Linked DNA regions of Mus musculus: all the other regions are linked to region 1. A link is a contact called in public promoter capture Hi-C data. All regions are on one chromosome and are shown on one strand. Each heading gives the region's core, a stretch centred on a gene start, on an enhancer-like site or on the middle of the called end of the contact. The rest is flanking DNA. Distances are from core to core; before and after follow the strand shown. Region 1 holds the start of Akap9 (A kinase (PRKA) anchor protein (yotiao) 9). Region 2 holds the start of Cdk14 (cyclin-dependent kinase 14). Region 3 overlaps Cdk14 (cyclin-dependent kinase 14). Region 4 holds the start of Cldn12 (claudin 12). Region 5 holds the start of Steap2 (six transmembrane epithelial antigen of prostate 2).

Region 1 (5,555 bases), core at 1,848-4,347:
CCAGGGAGGACTCATTTCTCATTCTGTTCACTCAATAAGCAGACATTGTATTGAATAATTACTATCTGATAGATAATTAGAAGCTGCATTAACATAATAATAGAGCATCGTCGTATAATGTTCCAGGAAGTAAACAGTATCTAAAACATTTTACCAAACTAGGGAAGATAAATTATCACAGGCCCTACTGCAGAGCGCCCGCACTTGACTCACTACCCTGTGTCTGCCTTTAGACCCACAGAGCAGAGGCAATCATCACATCTGTACTTTCAATTCCTGCCATAAAACGGGACTTTATGAAGTCAGCTGGATCCAGGGCTCTGCACTGCACCACAGAGCTACACCCCCCAGTCACTGATTATATTCACAATACGGTTTTTTTTTTCACTCCTAATTAGAGGCAGCATGTTTATACAGATGAAAGACACATGTAGTGCTTTTGAAAACACAAGGTGCACTTTATGACCCATGTTCATTTGAGGCTCTACAAGCGTAATGGCTGCAGAACATTCCTTCAGGTAACTGAGAAAACTATTTTCTTCATGTTGTCTTCATAGGCTATCTCAGTGTCTGTTTGTTACATTACCAGAACTACTTATAAGACACATGGGTATAACCCTCATGGGGAGAGTAGGTGCAATTCTATGACAAAGTAATATTTTAAATAAAGTAATTTTAGGAGAGAGACTGCATCCCCAAAGGCAGAGCTATGAATTATGTGCAGGGACACATTTGCTGTCCCTTGTCACCATCCACCTTGTATAGTATGTTTTGAGACAGGGTGTCCAGATGACACTCAAGCTTGGTGTTTTGGCTAGAGGACTGGACAGGACGTCCCACGGGTCTGTCTGTCCCTTTCTCCCAAGCCCTGCATTACAGATGCATGCCACCATGTCCAGCCGTCCAGCTTTGTGTGGGCGCTACAACTATGAACCCCGGTGTACATGCCTGTACAGCAAGCAGTTCACACAGTGAATAGACCACCTATCTCCCCAACCCCACAAAGACAGCATTTTGAAAGACAAAGAGACATGTGTAGAAACCACATTCACAATCTCTTCTAAAGATAAATCCAGTATCTATTGGCAGCAACTTAACCCTAAGACAGGTCTAGTGAAGGCAGACAAAGCTCAGCAGGAGTCCCTCACACATATTTAGCACAGAATATATTTAGGGAAGGGAGTAGAAATTATGAAGTAGTCAATAAGACATCTACCTTATCTGGACACAGTAGCTCACACACAGAATTCCATCGCTCTGAAGGTTAACACAGAATTGCCCTAGAGTCTGAAGCCAGCCAGCCTGGACTACACATTGATCTCTAGGCTCACCTGGACTATAGTCTAAGATTCTGCTAAAGAAAGAAAGGGTGGGAGAACAAGAGAGGAAGACTGCACACTACACCTCCAATTCCTTCAATGCTCTGAGCCCGGTCAGTCCCTTGGGGTGCACAATGGGAAGCTAAGCTGGGCTTTCCCTCCATTTATAGAATGCCACAGAGACACATTCAAATCTTGACCTTACACAGAGGATGCTTATGGGAAACCAACTAACTATATTCTAGAAATACAAGATTAGCTATTGCACACACTCCTTTAACAAACTAATGCTGAGCATGTACCAACGTCTCTCTCCAGTAGGGCCCTTCACTCATTACTGACCTGCTTCCTTTGTTAATGATGTGAGAGAAGAAAAAAGAAAGGTAGGTGCCTTCGTTAGGGTTACTATTGCTATGATGAAACATCATGACCAAAGCAATTTGGAGAGGAGAGGGGTTTATTTAGCTTACAACACTTCCATATCACAGTTCCAAACTAACAAGTACAATAAGCTTAAAATATAACTTAATTATTCCCAGTAACAATAAGGTCTTAAAAAAAGGCACTATATCTTAAAGGTAACTTCATTTTTGGGAGCAAGGAGGTCCAAAGGTAAGCTCAAACAGGTAATTTTACAAAGAAATCATTCTATTCCATTCATAACAGTGTCAAATTATTTAGTAAGCCCACTGGAAGATGCCTACATATAAGTCTGGATTATACATGACTTGCCATACCCGCATACCCACACAAAATCAAACTTACCAAATACATAATAACAAATACATTATCTAAAACAGCAATTCTGTAGGTGTTTTAGTCTATGGAACCTTTCGATGCCCCGAAGTTCCATTCCACACATTACAAAAGAGCCTGCCATGACAAAGACCTCAAGCACGAATATACAAAGAACGGCAAAAACAAAAACAAAAAACAAAAAACAAAAAGAACGCCCCTACAGCCAAGTTCACAGCTGGCACTTGTGGCACACTCAAGACACTGCCGAGGCAGCTGTCACAGGCCAATCACACACACACACCAAGAGTGCCAGCGTGACACCTCAAGAAGGCAGGCTGATGGTCAGCGCAGGGGTGTTCCCGGAATAAAGAAAACCCTAAACCCTTGCTCCGGAAAGCACAAAGCCTGGCCGACTCCCTGAACTCCCTTCAGAAAGTGAAAGGGTGGTGGCTGCGAAGCAATTCCTTAGCAGTTAACAGCCGGGGTGAGAGGGGGTTTTGTGTGGCACCGGGGAGAAAGGAACCAAGCCGAGCGGTGCAGTCATCAGGTCTCCAGCAGCAGCAAGAGAGGGCGGCTCTTCAGCCCCAGCCGCAGCCCCCTAGCCCCAGCCGCAGCCCCGGCCCCGGCCCCAGCCCCAGCCCCAGCCCCGGCCCCGGCCCCGCGGCCCGGCCTCTCCCCCAGCCTCCGCCCCGGGTCACCGCCTCCCGACGCGGCCCGTGGCCGCCGCGCTCCTACCTTCGCCTTGCCGGCTGCCAGCTTCCTTTGCCTCTCCTCGTCCTCCATGGCGTCTGCAGGGTAGGCTGGGACGCAGTGGAGAGGAAAGATCTGTTTAGAAAGAGGCGGACAGAGCTCCGTGGCCACCCGGGACACGCTGGGCGCTCACCGGCGACTCGTGCCGGCCTGCACGGGCCCCGCGGTCACCGCCGCCATCTTCGTCTCCACGTAAACACACGGCGGCCGGCGGGGCGGAGCGGGCGGGCGGGCGGCCGGCGCAGCCGCGAGCGTGGCCCGGCAGGTGCTTGTGCGCGCCCGGCTTGACCGGGGCGGAGGGAGGGTCAGGGTCCGGCGGCCCGACACCCACTGCTCCGGGGACCCGGTGCTCGGAACACGCCGCGCTGCATTTCCAATTCCAAAGCGACCGCGGCCTCACAACAAGGAGCCGCAGTGGAAAGGGCGAGGGCGGAACCTCCCCCCTCCAACCCGGGGAAGCCTGATCCTTCCTTCACCCCAAATCCCTCCCTCAGTTCCCCCACAGGTTCCCTCTCAACCCATAGTCTTCTCCTTCGCCTTGCGCTGGAAGAGCAGCCTACGGTAGAGCCTTCTCCCAACTCTTTGTTCTCTGGAGTGAAGCTGAGACACTCCTAGGGGCTTCCTTCTCCTTGGCAACTGTGTTCCTAAGGAACTCGAATTCGGAATCTAAGTTGGGAACAAAGCCAGTCTACCCTAACTTTCCCTCCTCCAGCCCCCCATTAGTTATTTATTCACTTTACATCCTGACCTCAGCCCCCCTCTCCTCCCATCCCCCCCACCCCACCATGACCCCTCCTGGCTTACCTCTCTCCCCTTCACCTCTGAGGTAGACATTACCTCAGGTAAAGGGCTGGAAAAAGGTTTTCCAAGCAAAAGGGACTATGTTAACTTTGAACTTTAAAGACCTTAAAACAGCTATGGTTCTCTGACTTTACCTGGAGTTCTTGGACGAGCTGCCTAATATTTATGACTGCTCCTGGAATGTGAAAACACTCAAACCTTTGTCCTTTCTATTTCTTGAAATGGCTACTGTGAAAGATTATGCCCAATAAACTTTGTTACATTTTATTGAGCCGTGCTTATAAATCGATTCTTAACATCTTTCCTCCCCCACCTGCTCTGGCAATCCTTTCTTTCCCTTCCCTCACTCCCTCTTTCCCCTCTCCTGCCCCTCAAATCCATTTCTGGAGTGAACGAACCATTTTAGTGTCTCAGATTGAGCCTTTCTTCTTTGTTTTAACATAGGTTTGGACTGAAAAATTAGCAGGTAAGAACTAAAGATATTAGTTTAATCATAGAAGTAGTGTTAACTGGATATACATATGAAAGGGGGAGACTAAAAACCTTAGCTCTATCAGACACCAAAAATGTTTCTAGTACCTGTAATTTAGAAATCTTATATTTCAAACATAATTGTGCCAACCTAAAACAATCAAGTGTGTATTTGCCCCATTTTCTCAGCTGGAATTGGGGACGTGAGAACAGACACCTCATCATAAGAATAAAGGAAAGTAAAAGAGGCTGATCTAAGAGAGGCGTGTTTTTCTCGGGAGCCCTTTGTGGCTCCAGGTCTAGAATGAAGTGTTCTAAACTGCCTGGAGTTAAGTGATGCTCGGTTGATTCTGATTGCCTAGGAGGAGCAAGCCCAGGATATCTGACAGACTTCCTGTTTGTTAATGGGCTCTCCTTTCTCAGTGGCTCAGCAGGTCAACTCTTTGTTGCAATCTGTTCCATCTTAGTAACTAAAGATGTTAGTGATCTGCTAAATGTTGCAAGATTATTTCTGCATTTCCCTTTAGATCACTTATATCAATTATATGTACCTGTCTCAGGCATAAACGCTGCTCAGTGACATAGCTGATCTATTAGAAGGGCACATCTGTGGAATTATGGCCATCTCTTATGATACCTGTTCAATCGTGTCTCCATGTCATGTATTCATATAATTCAGACAAAAGGAAAATGGTGGTTTATATGCCTCCTTTTATAGAATAAGAAACAGAAAGCTTGAATGGTTAAACCACTTGACAACTTCCCATGGTTAGGTAATGGAAGTCATAGCTAGTGCTGCCAAGCCGTGAATTTGAGTCTTTTTCTATTTAGCTGTCTATGTCTCCAAACAATAAAAAAAAAAAAATTAAAAAATAAAAAGGGTCAGGATTTGCAGAGGCTCTTTTGTATGTGTGCTCTGAGTGCACACGTATGTTTACATGTGTGGAAGTCAGATATGTATTCATGTGCTTCTGGATGCTGGAGGTTGGCCTTGGGGGCTTCCTTAGTCACGTTTCACATGTGGATGGAGGCTGGAACTAAGACCTTGACAATGCAGCTACTCTAACTAGCCAGCTTCACGGGTCCTACCCATCTCTCCCTCTTGAGCTTGGGGTCACAAGCATGTTACTGTGACTGTTCAGCATTAACATGTGTGGGGTGCAAACTGTTCCTCACACGTGTGAGGCAGACACTTTTCCTACTAAGCCACCTCTGCAGCCCCAACAGTGGGGTTTTAAGGGACTAAATATATGTTTATAAAATGTGCTCAATAAAATAAGTTTCAAAATGAAAGTCCTTTAAAATAATAACTTATAAGACAGAACTATAACCATTAAAGTGACCTATAATCTAAATGAAATCAGAGAAATTTAAGGTACTACTATTACCAAGGATGCAATTATAGGCCAATAATCCAAGAGAGTGCAATTAATTACTGACTAATAGAATATATGAACACAAAATTCAGATCTGCAA
Region 2 (5,827 bases), core at 2,239-4,738, 1.5 Mb before region 1:
AACCCCCGCTGTTTCCAAGAGGATGTCCTCCCACCCCTACCCCACAAGACCTCCCCACTCCCTGGGGACTTTAAGTCTTTTGAGGGTTAGGTGCATCTTCTCTGAGGCTAGACCAGGCAGTCCTCTGAGGTACATGTGTTGGGGCCTCATGTCTGCTGGTGTATGCTACCGGGCTGGAACCACAATATTGTCTAACAAATGCACAGTTTATGTCTGCGGTGACTAGAAGTGATGGACATTAAACCACATGTAATTTTGCTTTGTTTATCTATAAAGTATGTTTTGTACCTTGTATATCAACCTTTGTGTATCGAGGGTGTAATCAGCCTTTAGTATGTAAGCTGAGAACGGGGTAATGCCACCTTCACATTTTTGTAGCTAAGGCGACACCTGAGCTTATCCAGCTTAAACCTTTTCCTTATAGATAAGGAAGTAGATGCATTACTCTTCTCAGGTTCCACAGCACATATTGATGGAACAGGAATGAAAACTCATGCATCCTGGATCCACAGCCAACTTCTTCCGGCCTACCACATTGCACTGGTGAATTTGGTTGAGTCAGCACTTGCCAATTAGTCCCTAGATAAGCTTATGTCCTTGTCTTCAGATGTTGCGCACGCACGCACACACACACACACACACACACACACACACACACACACACACGTTGAACCCTTAAACAGAAGTACACATATCTCAAAAGCATGAAGTTAATTTCCTTCTCTATTCTGTAGGCTTCCTGCATAACGTGCCAGTGTCGTACAAACATGGAGCAGAAAGCTGGCTATTCAGTTGCCAGGGTTCACTTGGCTTGTCACTGGACACAGGTCTCATCTGCCAGATGTACTGCTCTGCTTTAGTGCACAGGGCTGGACGTCTGGAGTCGAGACAGAAAAGGGAAATTAATACCCATGATGTTGTAAGTTAGTATTTTTGCAACATAAAATTAATGCATTTGGGGGGCAAAATACTCAGATTCTACTTTCAAGTATAACGTCTAAGGACAAAGTTGTGCCCCATCTAGAATATTCTCTTAAGTTTCTCCTTTTGTTTCCAGAAATTTCGTAAATTTCAGAAATGTATATATATATTTTGCATATTTTGCCACAGCTTAATATTAAATGTTTTCCCCTACTAACCCTAGATATAGTGACACAAGTTCATGTTATTTTAAAAAACGGTCACAAACAATAGCTTTGTATGCATAGATTGTAAACTGGCTTTTCAAAGTTTAGAATATTAGAAATATTGGGAAGGTAAAAAGGATGTCACACCCATGCACGTGCAGGTACATGCACAGCACACATACACAAAGGCTATCACACCCATGCACATGCAGGTACACACACAGCACATGTACACAAAGGCTATCACACCCATGCACGTGCAGGTACATGCACAGCACATGTACACAAAGGCTATCACACCCATGCACGTGCAGGTACACGCACAGCACATGTACACAAAGGCTATCACACCCATGCACGTGTAGGTACACATACACAGCACATGTACACAAAGGCTATCACACCCATGCACGTGCAGGTACACGCACAGCACATGTACACAAAGGCTATCACACCCATGCACGTGTAGGTACACATACACAGCACATGTACACAAAGGCTATCACACCCATGCACGTGCAGGTACACGCACAGCACATGTACACAAAGGCTATCACACCCATGCACGTGCAGGTACACGCACAGCACACGTACACAAAGCATGCCGGCTGCAAACACTCACTACTGAGCCACGACACTGGGCCTGTGTCTCTCTGTACTCAGATCAGACATTTCTAAAGGAGACAGCAGTACAGCTGCAGATACATAGCGCTCTAAGGTTTTATCATTAGCTATTTTTTCAACTTTGTTGACTGGAAGAAGGCATCAGTGTTTGGATCTCTCTCCGTCTCTTTTTTCTCTTTGTCTCTATCTCTCTGTGTCTCTGTGTCTCACTCTGTCTCTGTTTCTCTCTCTGTGAGTTCAGTTGTAACTGCTAATTTTCTAATTAGTCTGACCAAGTGGTAAATGTCAATAAAACTTTTTTTCCTGCATGAAGCCACAGTTGGTGCTTTCTGTAATTACTGAGATATGGCTGTCAGGACCCAACATCCCTGCGTTTAAACTCTCTTGACTTTGCTATGGATTCCTGGCTCTCTCCTGTTAGGGGCTTGGCTTGACTAGCTAGCAGCTTTTTATCAGTGGCAATCTACCAAAACCCTGTAATGTGCTCAGCACAGGGCAGAACAAATCAGTGTTCTACCTCACAATTTAAGGAAGGCAGGGGGCTAGTTTTTGTTTTAAGATAAACATCTTTCGACAAAACACAAACTCCCCAAAACTTCCTTTAAACTAAACAGCATTGTCACACCCACAAAAGCTCCTATTACTTACCCAGCCAGATGACTCAAGATCACTAACGTTTCTTTCATAAGGACTTTGCTGGCCCATAATCAGTACACCAGGCCAACCCCCATCTTCCTTCACCCTCCCCTGGGAGACTGACGTTTGGAGCACCTCATTTATTAGAAAAAAAAAAAGACTGTTTTCTGCCGGAACTGTTTGTCCCGGGGCTTTTTAAAAAAGCCACTCTTAAGATCCTTTTCAAGTTCATTCACTGAAGTGGGGAAAGGAGGTGACAATAGGTTGTAAGTTTACCGATGACCAGAGTATCCTGCTGAGGAGTCACCCACAGTGACATTCCTGTCACCCAGAGACAGGGCTGAGGCAAAACGCAGGTGCCCTGACTTCTAGAAGTTCCGGGGTGGGGAGCATTTTCAGCTTTTGCACTGTACCCCAATAAAATGGGGCCTCTCCTGCCCTTTGGAGCACCCACTTTCCCTGCAAATTAAAACCAACCACCCCACGCCATAAAGTCTATCCTAAACCCGAATGCGTCCCCAAGGTCTTCGAGCACCTCGTCGGACACTCCCCAACATTTCCGGGTCGTGGGCCAACACGGACCGCACCGGGTGGACTGGCCCGCCTGCGGGCTGCGGTCCCGGAGCGCGCGGAAGGAGCGCGGCCGCGGCGGGCGGAGCGCGGGCGGCCGGGAGGGGGCGCCGCCCGGGCGCGGCGGGTCCGGGAGGGCGGCGGAGGCCTGGGAGTCGGAGTCGGATTCGGAGCCGGAGCGCGGCGCGGGGTCGCGCGGGGGTCCCGGGCGCCAGGCCTCCGGCGAGGGCAGTCGCAGGTCTCCGTGCAGCGCCGCCCCTCGGGCTGGGGAACTTGTCCCGCTCGCCCGGTCCGCAGCCGCCTGCGCCTCCTCGTCCGCGGACCCCCATCTCCGGCCGCGGCCGCGCGGCTCTTGCTTACAAAGGAGGGAAAATGCGGCGGGCGGCCGCGCAGCGCGGGGGCCCCCGGGCGGCGGGGATGGCGGCAGCCCCCGGCACCACGTAAGACGCCCCCGCGCGCCCAGCCTCGGCCCAGGCCCGAGCCCCGCAGCCTGGCGAGCGCTGCGCGTCGCCCGCGGCCCGCGAGGAGGCGGAGGCGGAGGAGCAGGACGAGGCGCCGCCTTCCCCGCGCCGCGCGCCCTCGCCCGCCGTTGTCTGCGCTGCGCTGCGCTGCGCTGGACCAGTTTCGCGAAGTTGCCGGGGCCCTACGCCGCCCAGATGTGCGACCTCATTGAACCGCAGCCGGCCGAGAAGATCGGCAAGATGAAGAAGTTGAGGAGAACTTTGTCCGAGAGTTTCAGCCGCATCGGTGAGTGTAGTCGACTGTCCCCAGTGTCCTGCGGGCGATCCCGGGGCTCGCTCCCTCAGTCCCCGCGCCCACTCCGTGCTCCGGGCACCAACCAGGCGGCTGCCACCTCGGGGTGAGCTGCGAACCAGGGATGAAGGAGAGGACTCCAGGCTAGGGCAGGGACCAGCTGGAGGGCCATCCCTCTGCCCCCAGGACCTGGGCTTCGTTCGTGGACTGTCTTAAGCCTCCAATTTGAGTTCCTCCTCCCCGCCAATAGTATCTTTGGCGCCCGCAGTGAACCGGAGAGGGAACACCCGGTCCCCACCGCCATCGGGTTTCTGTGGCCACCTAGGTTACTTAAAGCGAGTTGGTTTTAAGTGCTTAGCCAATAATTTAGCTTTGGGAATTGTTGAAACGTTGACATGTGCCTGATGTTGTTTAATGTACTCAACCTAGAGGAAGTGGGACAGATACCTTGGGACCTTTTGTTCCGTACTCCGGGTCCTATAATTGGAGGTTTGGGTGTTCGGTTTGTAGGTCTTGAAACCTTCCAGCTGCTGTGGTGAAGGGTGAGCTGTGAAGTTGTGGAGACATTTATGAATATGTCTCCTGAACTTGCTCCATTAGTGCAGTCCAGAGGCTATTGTCTTCTTTAAAAAAAAAATCAACCAACTTAACAGAGCATAAACACACAGCATTAACAAAACAAAACAAAACAAAACGCTCAAGGAATGTTTAGGATACTTAATGAATACATGCTATAGGCTGCAGCAAGATGACAGCTGTGTCCGGTGGAATGGGTTTGTTGAATCTTGAGTGTTGGTGGCAGAAAGTGCCTGTAAACCTGGAGGCATAGCTGCTACCTAAACTTTGGTCCTTAACTTTCTTTGATACAGGTAACTGTGCAAAGCAAGGGAATCCTATAAGCCCCAAGCCAACACATGGGAGTGTCCCAGCATACCTTCTGGCCTTTGGCTCACCTGTTATGTTAGTGAAAGTTAATTAATTAATCATAAGCTAATTCCTTAAAGCCCTGATGTGCCAGTGAGTGTCTGCAGTCTGAAGACAGTTTGCATGTATGGACAATGAACTATGAAAACATGGATAAATATTTAGTCAAGCTTATTATTATTATTATTATTATTATTATTATTATCAATTTTGTTTGACACTTTGCTTTTCCTGAGAACACTGTAAATCATGTGCAGAAGTCATATTAGTCGTGCCTTTACTTATTACATGCGTTGAATGTACACAGACTCATTTTTCTGAGTTAGGCCTGTGAGTGTGGAGTCCTACATTCAAGTGAAGTTTGAAGCCAAGAGGAGTGTGAGAGTGAGGTGTGGAGTCTGTGCATTATTAACAAGGATGTTTCAGGGCTGGACCCAAAACACCACCCAGGCGGGTTCTGGAGTCCATTAGGGCCTGTTCTAAAGCACATTAGCTAGATAGTTACTAATGCTAATGATTCCGTTGGAGCCCCTCCAGTTTTGTGTTAAATAATTCATTGCAGTTGAGTCTCAGTAAGAAACCAAGGGTAATAATATAAAAATCCTGTATGTTTAAATAATTTTAGGGTTTGATGGCCAATCAGTACTGTTTGGATTAACTGCAGTGTTGGCAGTAGATATTATAGTTAATTGGGCTTCCTGGATTCCTCGGCTTTAGTCGTGTGAGAGCTCCCTTCTGAGTCTAACGCTCCTCACCAATGCCTGGTATGATTATGTGGCCTTTATGTCCATTCTCTAGGAAACAGTACAGCTCAGTAAAGAAAGCTGATAATGTCTTTATTGAAAGAGGACTCAGAAGAGCAGATCTTACTGTGGTACATTGTGAAAGAAATTATTGACATTTTTAAGTGATTTTTGTTGTGTATGCACCAAACCCAGGATATTTATTAGAAAGAGCACTACTGAAAAAGTCATCTTCTATGTTTTCCCTCACACTCAGAGGCAGTGAACTCAGTTTGCTGACTGAAGGATGTTTTTGAGGACCGAGAGACAATGCAATGAGATTTTTCTATGGGTTCATATAGTTTATAAGCAAGGGATGTGGTCTGTGGGTTTTTTCCCCACTTGGTGAAATGATGACGCAGTGTCTTGTGTGGCATGCAATGAGGACTCAATAAATGTTTGCAACGTGTT
Region 3 (5,903 bases), core at 3,052-5,551, 1.0 Mb before region 1:
GTCTTTGAGGAAGGAGAGTCCTTGCTTGTCCAAAGTGTTTATTCATGATAGAAAATGGATGTATACAACTTACTCAGAGTGGACCAGAGATTAAATACTTTTTGCTTCGTGCAAAAAGTATTTATTAGCTAAGCCCTCAAGTCCAAGCCATCTAAATACCTCATTAGTATGGAGAGCTCTGGGCTCTGCGCTACCTGACCAGTTGTCCTGGTCCTCTTAGTGGGATGTCTTGGTGGTCACTGTGTTCCAGGACAGGAATCCCGGTTCCTTCATCAACTTGACCTTACCAGTTTTTCTGCCTGGTGACACAGTTCCACCTGCCCCCACACTGCTGCTACTTGAAGGAATACATAGTGAGTAACCGAGCTCCTATCTAGTGCTCCTGTCCCCAGATCCTTTTGTTGGGTCCCTTGGAAGCTCTGCTGTGGTGCTCCAGTGGGCAGGCTGCATTTGTATGGAGATTATGCTCAACCCCCACCCCCACCCCCAGTGCAGAGCTGTCCCACTGGCTGCTGCCTGCACATCTCATTGCACATCTCATCCTGTCTGAGGCCCTGTTACAGTAACTCACTCACTCTGCAAAGCAGTCACTGAGACAACAGTGAAGCAGTGAGGGCATCCCGTTTAAGCAGACAGGCATTCAAAGCAACAGGGAAGAGAAAGATGGAGACACTGGAGAAGATGGAAACAAAATATTTTAAGTGAGCTGCTCTAGTTGGAGGACTCTGGTTCTACAAGACATTTTCTGAAATAATTTTTAAGTTGGTTGGTTGTGTTTCTCCTCGGGTTTTCTAACAGCTGTTTGGTCTCTCTTCTGCAAATCTTTTGTGGCCTCTGGACCCAGACTTAGGCAATCAATCAAATCTACAAGTCATTTATCAGAAGCCCCTGAGGGTGGGTTAGGTAGTTAGACTGGGGCAGTCAGAGGCCCCAGGCCTAGCATATTATCTGTGAGTTTAGGATAGTTGACATATCTTTGCTCTCCTTTGGGCCAGTTAAAGTGATTGTTTGGAGTGTGAATATCTCAGTAAATATTTTGGGGTGTGTGTGTGTGTGTGTGTGTGTACACAAGAGAGAGAGCATGTGCACACGCACAAGTGTGTGCAGTTTATGCATTGGTACACGTTCATGTGTGTACTTCGTTCATGTGTGTACGTGTACGTGTACGTGTGGAGGCCAGAGGACCTCAATTGTTATTCCTCAGGAATCTTCCACCTTGGAGTTTTGAGACATGGTCTGTCTCTGGAACTCAGGCAAACCAGACTGGCTGGCCAGCAAGCCCAAGGGATCTCGCCTCCTGTTCCTGCCTCCCTGGCACAGAGATTACAAACATGGAACTACCACATCTAACTGGGTTTTGGGATCTAACTCATGTCGTCATGTTCACATAGCGAGTACTTTGCTAACGGAGATATTTCCTCAGCTCTCTCCTTCATTTTGATCTGTTTGTGCATCTGTGTATATGCGCATGTACATGATTGCATGTATACATGTGTTCACATGGGCATAACAGACAAAGGTAGATGTTGACTGTCATTCCTCGGTCTCTACCTTGTAGGTGGAGACAGCGTCTCTCACTAAGACCGGAGCTCGCCAGCTCGCCTGTACAGCTCGCCTAGCAGTCCTCAGGGATTACGTGTCTCTGCCTTCCCAGCACATGCCAAGTCCCCATACTTGCATGGATATCTTCATAGTCTCCTTTGTCTTGTTGTTTTAATGGATATTTTCTCCATGCTTATAGAGGAGTCCGTGGTGTGGCCAGCTCTGCTGAGCCTCACCATTGCTATCTGATTCTGTACTGCGCAGTTTCCAGAAGCTGCACTTACTTCCTTACTCGGGTTCCTTTCCATCTAGACGTTGGCCATGGTGAAAACACTGCAAATATTTGGAAACATCCTCCCTTTCAATCCAGTGCAGCTGAGCCTCCAGCGAGTAATTCCAGCCCCTGTCTGAGGCCCGTGCTTAGGCAGCTTTTACTGCTCGGTCTCTAGGCTCCCCCTACTGGTCGTTTCTATGTAATGCTCTCTGCCTTTTCTTTCTTCAGTCATTTTCCTGTGCAGGATCTCCTACTGCCATATTCCTCACACCAGACACAGCCCAAGCTCTTCTTTGCTGTGTAACAGCATCACCAAAATCTTACCAAATCAATGCATGATTATTGCCTCAAAATTTCTGTGGGTTGGGAGTTTCCAGACTTGGACAAGATGTTTCCTCTGCTTCCTGATTTCACAAAGATACAATCAATGAATCTGCTAGGGCTTGCAAGTTTAACTAAGGTAACTGGATAAGGGTAGACATCCAAGTTCATGTGGTTGCTGGAAACAGTTTCCAGCTGGCTATTGGAGTGATGACTGGCTAGGCTTTTTGCTGGCTGTTGGCTTAGGTCAACCACAGCTTCTTGTCTCTAAATCTTCCGACCATAGCTGTTTGCTTCCAAAAAGCCAGTAAGCAAATAGGACTTTTAACCCAATGGGAGTTATCAACTGACCCAACAATTGAGATCTTACCTTCCTTGTATTCATTTGATTAGAAAAAGTCGCTGGCCACTCCCATGTTCAGTGTGGATACCAAGTGCAAGCATCAGGGGCTCAGCATGGGCTTTTGTTTTTAGTGTAGCTTATGTCTCTTTCCATCATGGAGCACTGAGTAGAGCATGAGGCCTGGCCTTTACGCGTATTGTCGCCAGCTTCCGCTGCACTGGGTGGACAGTTGTTTCTGCTTTGCTAAATATTAAGCACCCTCACCACTTTGGGGGGCATTTGTGATTTAAGCTAGGGTCTTGTGCATGCTGAGTGCATACTGCACACCCTGAGCTATATCCCCAGCCCACCAACCTCCTCTGCTCTGTTCATCTAAAAGTGTAAAACAGCTCTGTAGTGACATTTTTTGAGAATTCTGGGATTTTGGTTTCTTTTGAAAATACAGAAATATTATAAGAATGTGCTTTTGTTTTAATCCCTGGTGTAGGGGTGTGGGGCTGCTTCGTTATCCACAGCAGCTGACTATGACTTGCCCAGTGCGCTAACAGAAGTGTGGTCTTGACAACTGCAGATAATTTTCTGCAGTTGTGTAACCTTTGGAATTCTGGGAAGTTTCCAGAAGATGCATAGATGCTAGGCTCCCGAGATGCAGGGGAGGTGGTAGTTGGTCATTAAGGGAGGTTGGTTGAGGCTTGTTAGTAGCCATAGCCAAAGAAAAACCAAAGAAATAAGTTAGATGCAGGGCTTTCTTTTTATTCTATCCTTGTTTCTCTCCTATCTAGTATTAGGGAGTGAAACCGAGGGGATAAAGGGTGGAAAAAAGAAGAACCCACAAAGTAGCAAAGGCCAGCTACACAATTCCTCTATTTCCACGTCAAGTCACTGATGAAATGCTGAAGAGGGGGCTGGTGTGTATATATGGGTACACTTACACGATACATACCCGCCCAGACACATTTTCATATATGTGTGTGCTGAAAGGGAAAGAATGACAAAGGGGATTCCTGGAGACTTCCCGGTCCTCTGGGAGCCAGGAAGTTCAGCTCTTGAGACCAAGACCGTTGTCTTCCTTGCCAAGTGATCTGCTCTTGAACTGAGCCACTTTGTAGCTCAGCAGCCTTTCCCTGTGCTTCTCGGGGGCAGCAAGGTGCATCAGGGAATAACAACCAACTACGCTAAAGGTGACATACACTGCGCAAGTTACAGTGCAGCTCCTTGCCACTGCATTCAGAAAGAGGGCCCATTGCATTTGCAGTTTGTGTAAAATATAATCAATGAATTTCTCACGGGATGAACTTTGTCATGTTTAGAGTAATTTCATAGGAATTCTTGGCTTCACCTAGTCCCCTATGTAAAGGGACAGCCTTAGTGGTCCTGTCCTGCATTTCACGTGGCGATGACACTCAGGCGATGGAAGGTGGATGCTCTTTGTGGACAAGTGTGGACACGTACTAAACCTTCTTCCCTGGAGCCCTGTACGCAGCCTTTCTCTTCAGTCACCTGGCTGTCCGGTTTTTAGAAGGAAACGAGAGCATTCGTTTCTGTTCTTTAGGAGTACAGAGTTAAATAGCATGGGAAACACACACCTTGTACAGCCTTTATTTTGAAGGCGACTGAGTTCAGTCATGGGCTCCTCCTGATACCAGTTCAAGTCTATGTAGTTTATTCAATAGATATTTAGTGCCCACTTTATGCCGTAGACTTGATAGGCAAAAGAAATAGAAAGTAAAAGAGAAAACAAACAAAGAAATCAGAGTGCAAAGTAAACACTTGCTAAAATTTAATCTGTGGCAGTTGCTATGAAGCTGTGGTGTTGCGTATGACAGGAATCCTGCCCTGGTGCACAGGTCGTGGGACTTGACCTGAGAACAAGGTTTCAACACAGGACTGAAAAATTAATTAGCAGCTAATTACATGGAGAGGGCACAGATGTCCAGACTTCAGAACTGCATGTGGGAACATTGTGTGGCTAACGGGAGAATGTGCCAGATGCAGGCACTGAAGGACCAGTGGGAGAGTATGAAGGGACAAGAATGTGTAAACAATTAGATAAGCGGAGAAGGGGGTTCTGCAGGCCTCAGCCAGCAGCTTAAGTGTGTCAGGGGAGACGGGGTTTGGCCACAGTGTGAAGCTTTTGACTCACAGAGTAACAGTTGATCAAGTCTGATTTTCAAAAGACCAGTTAGGAGTGTGGATGTATAACTTGAAATAAGGTAAGGATGATGACACATAGGTTCCGGGGAGATCCTGGGCTTAGCGAGTAAGTGGGTGTCAAGAGAAGGAGAAAAATGAATATATTTAAGACCATACAGGGACACTAAAATCATAACGTATAATGAAAGTAACATTAATGTGATTGAGATGTGTATAAAAATAGCAAGCAAAGAAGTTTAAAACAGTGTAGAGACTCCTGTCCCATCTTTATATGCATTTGCTCTGCTCTGGGGGCAGTCCTGAGGAGTCCCCAGTCACCTCCTCTATGTGTGCAGGGTAGAACCAAATATGCTCCTTCCTAGCATTTTGTCCTGAAAGCCACCTACCCTGTAGTTCCTTTCTAGGGGTATCTCACTATTGATGGACTCAGTATTGCTCTCCCCTCCTCCACCAACACAGCCCCTCAATCAGCTTTTCTGTCTCTGTATCTGAGATCTCTGCTGTATGTAGCATGGCCTCTCTCAGTGGCTTAATATTTTCCTTTCAATAAACTCCTTTCAAGTAATTTTGCTTGTTCATATGACTTCAAAAAACCAGAGATCCCTTAAGCATTCCCATAATAGAAAACAAGGTAAAATGAAACCAATGAAAATACGTAAGGGGTACGTAATATTAAGTTTGATCTTACCCACCCCGGATCCTGAACCTAAGTCCTACTTCCCTTAAGGGAGTGAGAGCCGAGTGCCTGGGAGGTCGTAAAAACAAACACCCAGATGAGATGAAGCTTTTCTTCTTGATATTCTCAAAAGAATGGAAAGATAACCAAAGAAGGGACTAACGTTTTTATGAAGGTGATAGGTATCATGCCATGTTCTCTTTGCCAGCTAAAGCAGTTTGTAGTTGGGGTTCACATCTCCCATTGTGGGAGAGCTGCTCTAGACCACATATATCTTCCTGCCATTAACACTGGAAACAAGTTGGGGGTTAGACTCAGGAAGTGCCCAACGGGTGAGAGTTGATCAAACCTGAGGGCCTGGGCCTGAGTTCCAATCCCAGGTATCCACGTAAAACAGGCGTGGTCACGTATGACAGCGCTGAGAGTAAGCAGTAAAAGGAGGCATCTGGCAAGTGCGGACTGAACGGGGCGGCATTAGCTACTTCTGGTGCTTATCATGCAGACCTTGTACTCACCAGGTAAGAGCCCCTCCCTCAGCCTCCTCCTGGGACCACCTTATTTATCTCCCAGTTTCAGGCCTACCATGTCCACAT
Region 4 (5,325 bases), core at 1,613-4,112, 1.6 Mb before region 1:
AGAGAAGAAAGGGAAAGAAAGGGTTGACACAGAACTCGGGAGGTTAGAAATGGAAATGGTAACACCGACAAATCCATGGAAAAGACGTTTTTTGGAAAAGTGGTAAAAGAAAAAAAGTAGAGAAACTAAGACTCAAAAACCAGATTTTTGGACTCAGCCTGGAAGAGGTTCTTGGAATATGACAGGCAGAATGAGATTTTCTATAGTCAATCACAAGCTTTTCTGAATCTAAATATGTCATGTTTCATGGCAAGGGGTGAGGTAAGGTTTTGGGTGAATTTAAAACTGTTAATCAGGTCCAAAAAAACTGTGGTGTCCTGTATGTCTGGGTGTCCCCAAGAAGTCAAAGGGTTCTTAGTATGGAACAGGAATGGAAGAAAGAGAGGGGGCTGGAGAGATGGCTCAGCAGTTAAGAGCACTGACTGCTCTTCCAGAGGTCCTGCGTTCAAATCCCAGCAACCACATGATGGCTCACAACCATCTGTAATGAGATCTGACACCCTCTTCTGGTGTGTCTGAAGACAACTACAGTGTACTTATATATAATAAATAAATCTTTAAAAAGAAAAAAAGAAAGAGGGGGCTGCACTGCATTTCTCAAAGTAATCTCACAAAGTGCTCAACAAGAAGAACATAGAAAGAAAGTTTGTTCTGGCTTACATTTGAGAGTACAACCCATCACTGTGGCACTGGCATGGGAGGAGAGGAGCCATGAGGCACCTTGTCCACACACAGGAGGCAGAGAAGCTGGGGTCAGAAACAGGACTGGGGTTACAAGACCTGTGTGCTAGAGACCCACTTTCTCCAGTTCTGCTTGGGGGCTGACTGTTTCTTGCCTTAGATAGACTCGTTCACCATCTGAAGCAATATGGCCATCATGAGAAGAGGATAGCAGTGGACAGATAATAGACTTTTCTCCCTTTTTGAGTAAAAGTCCAGTTGTTACTATAGCAACACAAAATGGAAAGTATCATTAGCCAAGTCCTTGTTATATGTGAGGTACTGTTGTGCTTTTCTATGTTTTCCTTCTTATAAGATTTAGATTAATTTAATTTTCATGATTTTCTGGCACAAACACACTGTTCTACAGATGGAGACCATAAAACACAGCGGGTCTTCTTGTCCAAGGTAACAGCAGGGCAGAGTCAAACAAGAATGGGGTGGGATCGTTTACAGTCCTGTCAACTCTGAGAATTGAGTATCCTTTTTTGAGAAATTGCAAGTGAGAAGCTACAGACCATTTAAATGAATAGTATACAAAAAAAAGTGTGTACTTGCTTAGATTCAAAAGTTGTTCCCTAGCCTAGAGGTTCTTTGCAATTGATACCTACTAGGAAAGAGATCAGTTTTATCCAAAAGGACATCAACCACAGGAGCAGTTGGCTACTGCAATCAAGACTCCACGTCTTCTTGATTAGATTTGGTTTGGGACTTTTTGTTTGCTTTATTGAGTTTTGTATGTTTGATAAATAACATGAAGTTGGGTGGGTAGGGAGGTGAGAAAGATCTGAAAGGAGTTGGGGGAGAGGGAAATATAATCAATATTTGTATGAAAAAATTAAATAATAAAAAACTTGTCATCACAGAGGCCTGGGATATGGGAGGCGCCCAAGAATTCTATGGGGGTGACCTTAGCTGTGACAGCAATGGAGATTTGGAATCTGAAGAGCTTACTTCCTGTAGCGAGACAGGAACCCTGGTGGAGTGATAGAGACACCGATCCACACATAAAACTTTCAACCCAAAATTTATCTTGTCTACAAGGAATGCAGGCACAGGTGATGGAGCAAAGACCATCCCATAGGCAAGCAACAATCCCTGACACTATTAATGATACTCTGTTATGTTTGCAGACAGGAGCCTAGCATGGTTGCTCTCTGAGAGACTCCAATCAGAAGCTGACTCAGACAGACGCAGACACCCACAGCCAAACAGTCTCCAGAGCTTGGGGACTCTTACTGGAGAATAGGAGGAAGGATTGCTGTGCCCTGAAGGAGATAGGAACTCCACAGGAAGACCAATGGAGTTAACTAACCTGGACCCTTGGGGCTCTCAGAGTCTGAACCACCAACCAAAGAACAAACACAGGCTGGACCTAGGCCTTCCAGCTCATATGTGGGCCCCAAACAACTGGTGTAGGAGCTACCTCAAAGCTGTTGCCTGTACTTGGGCTACGTACCTGGCTGGGCAGCCTTGTCTGGCCTCAGTGGGAGAGGAAGTGCCTAGCCTCACAGAGAATTGAAGTGCCAGGGTTGGGGGGTCGAGAGGGCTCCCCGACTCAGGAGAGGGGGTTGATGGGGATAGGGGCAGTGTTCAGGATATAAAGTGAATAAGAAAAAAAAAAGATAATTAAAGAAAAGAGTTGTCAACATCGACAGTTTTTGTTTCTCTATTTGTGTGTATGTATATAGTGCGATGGAATCAACTGGAATTCACAGGCATCATTTTTGCTCTTTTTAACTTAAATACTGTGTATGAGTCCTTTGACATATTTATCTGCACAGGATGCACATATCAGAGAAGACGAGAGAGGATAGCTGATGTGTAGAAGAGTCAAATTAGAATACTTAATAATTAGTTTTATGTATGGAATTTTGCTGCAGTAGGGTATCTTTTGCCTATAGTTAACCCCAGAAGTAACAAGCAAAGTGCCCCTTGTAAATTTGTGTGGCTATGGAGTTAGACCTTTTTTTTTTTTTTTTTGCACTTAATGAACAACTTTTGATTGAGTAACCAAACGAATCTCAAATTTGTCCCTCATGCGTGTGATTGAGAGCATTCTAAAGCAAGCCGTAAACCTATCCCTAATAAGGTGCAAGAGGAAACGAGGGAGGCGGGACCCGGAAGAAGGAGGTGGTCTCAGGAATTGGCCCGCGGCCAGCGGCCCGATGGATGCTAGGAACTGTAGTTCCCGGCAGCCAAGGTATTCCCGAGCGGAGCCAGGGGAGAGCCTGACTGGTTCCCTGAAGCCTCCGGGGCGGCTTCGCCAGAACGCACTTCCGCGGCAGCGGAGGGAGACCAAGGAGCCGCGGCTCGGAGTGGGTGAGCGGGATGCCCGAGCCGTGAGGAGCCGGTAGGTGTGGTCAGGGACGCTCCCGTTTCCGAGTCTTTTGCAAGTAGTTGAAGGTGTTGCGTGAAACGGCGAAGCGGCGGCGAGTCGGCATTTGAAAGGTTGCCCACATGGGTGGACGTGGAAAAGTGGCCGAGGAGGTATTTGGTACCGCGTTTACAACGTTTTCGTCCCCTCCGAGGAGTGTGGAGCCGCGTTGCCGGGGCAGCCGAGGGCTGGGGGCGGGCGGGGGTGCGAGCTGCGAGCTGCGAGCTGGCTGCTATTTTGGACCCAGCGGCTGACGGCGCTGGTTGTGTAACGCTGACCTGCTCGCTCTCCCCACGCACCGGGCAGGGGTGGGCGAGCGGCGAGCGTGCGCCCGGGGAGGGCTCACGCCATTGGCTGGGCGCAGCCGCCCCCCCTTTGCCAGGCTCGGCCGCTCGGGGTCTCCTGAGGACGCGGCTCCCACCCGGACGTGCCGATCTGGCTGCTGCTGTCCCTCGACACTGCCCTGCTCTGCGAAGGGGCTAGTCTTCACTGCAGAACTGCTATGCCAGGTGACCTCATGGCAAAGGTTGCCCAGGGGTCCGATTGGGGTCATTGATTGTAAAACGAGCCCTTCTGACTTCGAAGCAACAATCTTGATTGATAACAACTCAAGAATCGTAGATGGGAGGTGGGGAACCTCGATGGAAATCAGCACCCAGGCCACATCCTGCATAATTACTGTAATAGGGCCAGCGATAAACGCCTGGATCCAGGAAGCTGCCAGGCGTTTATGAGTTTTTCACTCATCCTACCTGTTTGAGTTAACTAGTATTCCAACAGGAAGTCACTCCTCTTTAGAGATATGAAAACATACCAAATGGCAGGTTGAGCCAAGGACGATAGATACCACACAACATAAACTAAAAAGGACATACTAGTTGCAAATTTTAGGTTGTACAGAGCAGATTAGTTTTGTCTGGTTTTATGGTAAATACCGTCTTTTAAACATTTTAGAAAACAGTGCATTTCTTTTCATTCCAAGGCAACTGCATGGTGCTTTCTTTCACCGTGCTCCTTATGACACGGTAGGCAGGAACTAGATCTTGAAAAATAAATCTATTAATTTTTTTCTTAGATTTCTAACCCAGTAAAGTGATTTGTGATTTTTAATTTTAGCCTTAATTATCCCGAACTTTCAAATCACAAAATAAGAGTTATTTTCCTTTGAGGCTCATATCTAATAGTGAATATAAGAATAAATTGCCTGTGCTATTTTTTTTGTTGTTGTTGTGTTTTTGTTTTTGCTTTGTCGTGGTGCTGGCGTTTGAACTTTGGGCCTTCTACATGATGGGCAAGCATTGTAGCTGAGCTACACCCCTAACCTTAAACTGCCTTTTTGAAAAACTTATTGCTTGCCTGTTTGGCTGTAGCATTTTATTATTAAGTCTAGACAATTACTGCCCCCCCCCCCCCCCCAGTTATATGTGAGTTAAAATAGAGTTGCGAAGGAAGGACTGTAGTAATTTGGAGCATTTTTCTACTTTGGTAGGTCCAGATTATCTCTGCTTTGTGTGCAGATGTGCTCCTGTTGCATCTGAGTTCACTAAGCTGACTTTGGAGGATCAGGCACAGGGAAAGGGTGAGTATGCCCCTGTCCCTGGTTATATAATGTTTCTGCTGTCTCAGTCAGGAACGCTGCTGTTCTTCTCTTCTTCAGCAAAATAAAAGTGTAGAACCTTTGTGGGTACAGTGATTGATGGTTACAGTTTCCAAGAAGACCCAAATTATAGGTAGAAGGGATAGCCACTGTTAGCATCAAAAATTAATTTAGTGGCCATGAGACATACATTCTTTTGTAGTGATTCCTTGGAATTGTCTCTGAAAAAACTATAATGGTTTTGAGAATTCCAAAAGCTCTTAGCCACTATTTCTGCATCAGCTTTCTTTGAACTCTCTTCAAAGCCAGAAAAAATAATCTTTTGAAAGTATTTTTATTCAAAATGATACCATCGATAACATTGATAGACTAAGTTTTCTTCTCTGAAAGTCACTCTGGAACAGATGACAAATGTGGAGTCACTGTTTTAGAACAGAATATTTGATTTGGTCAGTAACCACACCAAAACAAAAGTTCTGTCATTATTGCTAGAAAAATCTTTCTTTCATTTTACAAAATTGGAGAGACTGTTTGCCAGTAAGTAGCAGAAACAGACACATAATCGAGAATCAGCCTGAGTGTTTCAGAGGCGAGGGTGTGGGGACCTGTCCCAAATGAAATGAATTCAACT
Region 5 (5,943 bases), core at 3,104-5,603, 1.8 Mb before region 1:
AAATATTTACTTTTCTAAGCATTGTTATAATTTAAATTCCTTTAAGTTATTCTATTTTCTGTGTATAAGTGTTTGCCTGCATATACGTCTGTGCATTGATTGGTGCCCAGATGCTCTGGAACTGGAGGTAGACAGATGTGAGCCACCCGTGGGTGTCGGGAACCTAATCTGGGTCCTTCTCAGGGGGATCAATTGCTCTTCCAGCAGAGACATCGCTATAGCTCATTGTTTATTTTTCTATTACCACAAAAGTAATTGAAAAGAATCCACAGAGGAGATGCATATTAGGAGAGAAATGTTAGATTAATGACAAAACCACTCAACCAAATTCTTCTGAGTAGCTGTGCTCTTTCCCATGCATGCTTTTTAATTGCATACATTCTAACATGTGTGCTCCTAATCTACTTAAACCAATATAAATAATAAAATCTGTTGCAGATTAGATGCTGAATTTGAGAGACAAACGTATATTCATATTTTCCATAAAAAATTAAATTTTCATACAGATAAATAGGATACTATCAGAAAAATAATTGTAAAGAATCTTGCTATTTTTAATGTGTATGTATCGGTGTTTTGCTTGCATGCATGTATATGTACCTCATACATACCTAGGAGGCCCAAAGAGGGTGCCAAATACCCTGGAACTGAAGCGGCTCACAGTTGTAAGGTATCACATGGGTTTTGGGATGTTGAACCTGTGTCCTCTGGGTGAGCAGTCATTGCTTTAAACTGCTGAGTCACCTCTCTAGCCCCATAAAAGTCATTTTTAATAAATTCACACTTTGGAATATATCTTAAAGAAATGTTCTTTTAACTTAATATCCCAAAAGTAAGGTATGTAAAGCTGTTAAAGCAGTATTACTCATAACAGAAAAGGAATTGGATTTTTTTTTTTTTTGAGACAAGTGTCACATTATGTACCATTGACTGTTCTAAAACTCTCTATGTAGACCAGGCTGGCCTTGCACTCACAAAGGTGTGCCTGCCTCTGCCTCCCAAGTTCTGAAAATAAAGGCATGTGCCTCCATGATGCCTGGCTGGAAAACTCATTTTCTTAAAGCTTTGTGTTAGACTACTATATATCATATTATGGAATACATAACCATTAATAATTTTCTCTCTCTCTGTGGTGGCACTTGCCTTTGATCCCAGCACTCTGGAAGAGTTCAAAGCCAGCCTGGTCTACATAGCACATCCCAGAACAGCAAAGGCTACACTGTGGGACAGGCTTAAAGTGGGCAGGGACTGAATTATGTTGATGAAAAGATGTTCATGAAATAATGTTAACTATGAACTATGTTTTGTACAGATGCACATTTGCTTTGTTTAATTGCTTTATAAGTGTTTTATATTCGGTCTTTGTTTTATTCAATTGTTCTATTAGTATGAAAAGACACCTTGACCACAGCACCTGTTATATAGGGAATCATTTAACTGAGCCTTGCTGACAGTTCAGAGGTTTAGTCTGAACATGGTGGGAAAAATGGTGTCATGAAGGCCAACATGAGTTGGAAGAGCTGAGAGTTCTACATCTGAATCAGCAGGCAGCACAGAGAAACACAGGGCCTAGTTTAATCATTTAAACCCCAAAGCCCACCTCCAGTGACACACTTCCTCCAACAAGGCCACACCCACTCCAAGACCACACCCCCTAATCCCTCCCAAGTAGTACCACTTCCTAATGACCAAGCATTCAGATATATGAGCCTAGGAGGGACTATTCTCATTCAAATCACCGATCTATTTCAGTTATCTTGAAATATATAAATATGCTTTCAAAAGTAAAAAGTAGGTAGGTTACTCAGTTTTATGTTTACTGAATTGTTTAATTTCACAAAAACAGAATTTCATACAAAAGTCATTCTATCAATATACACTGTTCACAAAGACTCTTTACTCTCAAAAAATCATCTTTGATCATCAGCAGTGTGGGCTAAGTGAATGTCTTTAGTGTAGATAGTCATAGAGCCTTGAGACATTAATGTACACAATGGCTCTCTAGAGTGAGGATACTGCCTATGATTTACCCAAAGTCTACTACATGTAACAGGCCTTGTGCACATTTTATTTGCACCTATTTAATAAAATGTCTTCACCCACAGTGATGGTTTGTAAATGCTTGGCCTAGGGAGTGGCTCTATCAGGGAGGTGTGGCCTTGTTGGAGTAGGTGTGTCACTGTGGGCATGGGCTTAAGACCCTCATCCTAGCTGCCTAGAAGTTCGTGTTCTGTCAGAAGCCTTCAGATGAAGATGTAGAACTCTCAGCTCCTCCTGCACCATGCCTGCCTAGATGCTCCCCTGCTCCCACCTTGATGATAATGGACTGAACCGCTGAACCTGAGAGCCAGCCCCAATTAAATGCTGTCCTTTATAAGTCTTGCCTTAGTCATGGTGTCTGTTCACAGCAGTAAAACCCTAACTAAGACACCCATCAAACAATAAATTTTGAAAGACTTGTAGTCACTCTGTGTCCTGCTTTGTTCAAGAGTGCCTGACACCCAGGACACAAAGCTCTTGGTGAATGAGAGCCAGAGAGCTCCAGGTGCTTAAAGTTCCTTTAGGCGCTATCATCTCAAAGTTATCCACTTGTATAATAACTTCAAAGGAGAAATTATGTTAACACCTCTAGGCCACTAGAGATTTATTTAATGAATTATTGCTGTGCTTCAGTGGAATAAATTACTTCAGGGAACTGAGGACACTTCTCAGAGAGTGCTTCATGACCTGGAAAAAAGGCTTGCGAAATCAACTTTATATACTTTGAAACTGTAACTGGAAATCACTGGTAAAGATGGCCACCGGTTCATGAACTGGACCGGGAGCCATCTTTGGAGCACTTTGGGCCAGCCTGGCATTTTCCACCCATGGAGGATGTTTGCTTATTTTAACAGTTCAAGTATGAAAAGCAGATACTCCTTCTGGAAATTGTTGACTCATTCATTCTTTTGGGAGGCAAATGGTTTCGCATACTATTTTTTTTTTTAAATAAACAGAGTCCATGTCTCAACAGCTTTTAAAGATATTTTAAATGTACAACTTACCTGTTTTCTGTAATAACTTATGGCTTTGTACAACTGAGAATAAAAACGTGATAACCTTTGCTAGACCTTATGTAATGCTTTTGTTTATGTGATTGGAAAGCTACATCTTCTCACCAAATGCTAAGGACACAGCAGTTTCCTCCACTGGTCCTCCAAAAGTGTTAGAAATACCCTGCTGTTTTCACTATTTGACAGTAGTTGAAGTGAAACAATAAACACTGATATAAAATGTAAGGATTTTTTTTCTCCCCGTTACCAAAATGGAAAGTATTTCCCAGTTGTCAGTCTTTCCCCCTAATACATCACTAACAGCGGAGTTTGTGCCTAAACTTTAAACCTCAGCTGTATGTATTTGGGGGTGGGGAAGAGATGCTTTTCACAAGGATCAAACAAAGAATGTTTCCCAGGTTGAACTTGCAGAGGTTAATCTGTGTATGCCTTTCAAAGGGGAAAGTGCAGTGCCCTGAGGATCGATCTAAGACCCTCTTCTGCTTTTGTTCTGATTTGTCTAGTTAATAAACCACCAAGAAAGATAATTTTTAAACCTAATTTGCTGAAATGAGAATTTACTAACGTCTGAGGGTGGGGGAAGTAAATTTGACAATTTTCGACAAATTGGTTTTATATTAAAAAAAAATCTCCACTGACACTTTTGACTAAAAAGGTAAATAAAAGATCCCCATCTACTTGTTAATCCAAAATCGGGGGGGGGGGGGATTAGAGAAAGCAAGGTGCCCTTACACAGCTCAGCGAACCCTGGATGCTCCAAGGCCACTGCAGCTCTCCGCAGGCACGCTGGTCTCCTGACTCGGCTTCACCTTCCAGTCCGCACAGAGCTCGGGGGCACCGGCGACAGGGAAGGTCAGAGTCCACAGACTAACCCCTACAGCCCACGGCTGAGAAGGGCCTCCAGTCCCAGGGAGTTTTAAAATGCGGTTCGTGGAAGGGCATTTCTGATCATTCCCTTTCAAGGACATGATGCAGCCGAAAGGGAGAAAAAAAGCGCACTTTCTTCGAGGTTTGTGTGGAACAGAGTAGGGAGAAGGGGGGTGGACAGGGAGGAGGGCACTAATCAAAGCCAAGTCCGGGGCGGCGTGGCGAGCGTCTCGGAGGTAGTGGAGTGTAAACGCGGGCGGGATCCACGTAGGGCTGCTCCCACGGGGGGTCTCCGCAAGATCGCGCGCAGGCGTGGGGACCGCGGCCGGGTGGGTCCCCACGCACTCTGCCCCGACCGACCCGCGCCCCCCTGCGCGTCACCGCCAGCCCTGCCTCCGCGCGCCTCCTCCTGCTCCACCTCCCCGGCGCGGCGCGGTCCGGCTCGGGGGCAGGAGGAGCTTGGGCGGGAGGAGCACTCCGTAGGCCCGGGAGCTCGGCGGGCCCTCGGCGCGGGGGAGCCACGGCGCTGCGCTGCGAGCGTGGCTCGGAGAAGAGGGCGTGGAGGTGAGCCGGGTGGCCAGAGCGCCGAGGTGGCCGATCCGGGGTCGCCGAGCAGCGGGTGCTGTGCGGGAGCCGCATCTTTCCTCCCGGATTCCGGGGGGGGCTTGGAGCTGGCCAGGGGGCGAGTGGGAGGGGTGCTGGAGGGCGTCCGTCGCACGCATTCCGCCCCCTTATCCCCGTCGGTCTTCCCAGAGCTCTGGGAAGTCCTCGGGTCCGGGCCCAACAGAAAGGAGGCCAGGAGAGACCTTGTCCCAGGTCGGATGTGCCCGAAAGGGAAAGGACCCGCAGGTTACTTTTGCCAGCCACTTTGGATTGATGCGGCACTTTTCACTGTCGTACAGCACTGCTTGCCAAACAGGTAAATAATGCCTGCAGTGGCTTTGCTTATAAACCCGGTCATGTAATCCGGGTGTGCTCAGGCCATTTTGCGTTTAGAAGTAATTGGTCTGGTCTTTCAGTGTCCTTAATTACCTCTGCGTCCCGTGTTCAGCCTCAGCTGAAACTTGTTGAAAATTATGCCCTAAAAATCTTGTTCTGAAAATAACATAGGGAGATAAAGAGATTTTATTTTTCCTGTGGTCGGGGAGAATTCCATTTATTATCTTCACTATCCTGTGAAGCAGGATTGGTGTCAGTGTTTACTCTTCAGGCAGATTGTTTGTTTGTTTGTTTGTTTTTAAGTAGAAAAACTTATTCTGACCCACATTTAATTATCGCCCATCACTGTAGGTGAAATAAAATTCAGACTCCTGCCCCCACTTCAACCCTCAGTACTTGATTACCTAAAGCCCCAGTTAACCACCCCACTGCTTGCAACCTTCTTCTCTCTAGTCTACCCTACCACCACCCTTTTAATAGTTTTTTTAATTACTTATTTACTGAGTTGATGTTTTCTTTGACACTGTACTCACCCCCCCCCCTCCATCCCCCGCATCCTCAAGATAACCTATTTGGAAACGTAAGATAGGAAAACCAGAGTGTTTAGCTGCACCGGGGCAGCTATCAGGCTGCCTGGAGATGCTCCTGAGATGGTGGCATTCACTGCGGTTTCTGCCTCTCAGCTAGTCTGGGCGGGGTGGGCTGGCTGGGGCTGGGGCTGGGGGGCAGTTTCAGCAGTGATAAGTTAGCTAATTGTGAAAGATGGGAATGAGGAGCTTCATGAAATCACTCTTATTGTACTGGTACTATGGAAAATGCTCTTCTATTGAATGAGCATAATTGTACTTTAGCACTGGAACAGAGCACAGATAAAGGCAGAATTTTAAAATGATTACACATGATACAGAAAAAAGAGAAGGGTAAAGATGCAACGAAAGCTCAAAAGGCTAGGCCTGTGAGAAAAGAGGCAGGCAGAATATCTGGAGGTGCAGTTACTCTTTGCTCAGCCTGTAACTATGACTCTGAGGTAACCAAGACATTGACATAGACATAACATTGACACACCACTTAAATCCTCTGAGGC

The links. Promoter capture Hi-C pulls out the DNA fragments that hold promoters and counts their contacts.
Region 2: a contact with region 1 is called in a promoter capture Hi-C map of hippocampal neurons, with 7 times the contacts expected there. The contact joins the promoter of Cdk14 here to the promoter of Akap9 in region 1. A contact is called at or near these places in 3 of 39 promoter capture datasets (3T3-L1-derived adipocytes, cranial neural crest and hippocampal neurons).
Region 3: a promoter capture Hi-C map of liver shows a contact between it and region 1, with 3 times the contacts expected there. The contact joins the enhancer-like site here to the promoter of Akap9 in region 1. A contact is called at or near these places in 7 of 39 promoter capture datasets (the 3T3-L1 cell line, 3T3-L1-derived adipocytes, frontonasal cranial neural crest and 2 more) and 1 of 115 datasets of contacts at active chromatin or transcription factors (stem cell-derived neural progenitor cells).
Region 4: a contact with region 1 is called in a promoter capture Hi-C map of liver, with 7 times the contacts expected there. The contact joins the promoter of Cldn12 here to the promoter of Akap9 in region 1. A contact is called at or near these places in 4 of 39 promoter capture datasets (the 3T3-L1 cell line, cranial neural crest, hippocampal neurons and 1 more) and 2 of 115 datasets of contacts at active chromatin or transcription factors (astrocytes and extraembryonic endoderm stem cells).
Region 5: a contact with region 1 is called in a promoter capture Hi-C map of cranial neural crest. The contact joins the promoter of Steap2 here to the promoter of Akap9 in region 1. A contact is called at or near these places in 3 of 39 promoter capture datasets (cranial neural crest, frontonasal cranial neural crest and liver).

The regions. Positions count from the first base shown.
Region 1 is chr5:3,925,728-3,931,282 of GRCm38.p6, reverse strand. Akap9 (A kinase (PRKA) anchor protein (yotiao) 9) reads right to left here and starts at 3,097. Exons shown (of 48, transcript NM_194462.2): 1 at 2,793-3,097. The coding sequence starts at 2,840. Gm51438 (a long non-coding RNA gene) reads right to left here and starts at 2,694. Exons shown (of 2, transcript XR_003955841.1): 1 at 1-2,694.
Region 2 is chr5:5,377,912-5,383,738 of GRCm38.p6, reverse strand. It overlaps Cdk14 (cyclin-dependent kinase 14), which reads left to right and starts at 3,488. Exons shown (of 15, transcript NM_011074.3): 1 at 3,488-3,704. The coding sequence starts at 3,614.
Region 3 is chr5:4,958,224-4,964,126 of GRCm38.p6, reverse strand. All of the region lies in intron 10 of Cdk14 (cyclin-dependent kinase 14), which reads left to right. Among named protein-coding and RNA genes, the nearest start is that of Fzd1, 200 kb to the right of the region's middle. Within about 2 kb of position 4,301, at least 15 of the 459 cell types and tissues checked have an H3K27ac peak or open chromatin away from gene starts, as enhancers often do. A contact at or near this core is called in liver, where this site is marked.
Region 4 is chr5:5,512,513-5,517,837 of GRCm38.p6, reverse strand. Cldn12 (claudin 12) reads left to right here and starts at 2,862. Exons shown (of 4, transcript NM_022890.2): 1 at 2,862-3,073; 2 at 4,587-4,676.
Region 5 is chr5:5,692,499-5,698,441 of GRCm38.p6, reverse strand. It overlaps Steap2 (six transmembrane epithelial antigen of prostate 2), which reads left to right and starts at 4,353. Exons shown (of 6, transcript NM_001103156.2): 1 at 4,353-4,484. The region is part of intron 1 of Gm40262 (a long non-coding RNA gene); the gene reads right to left.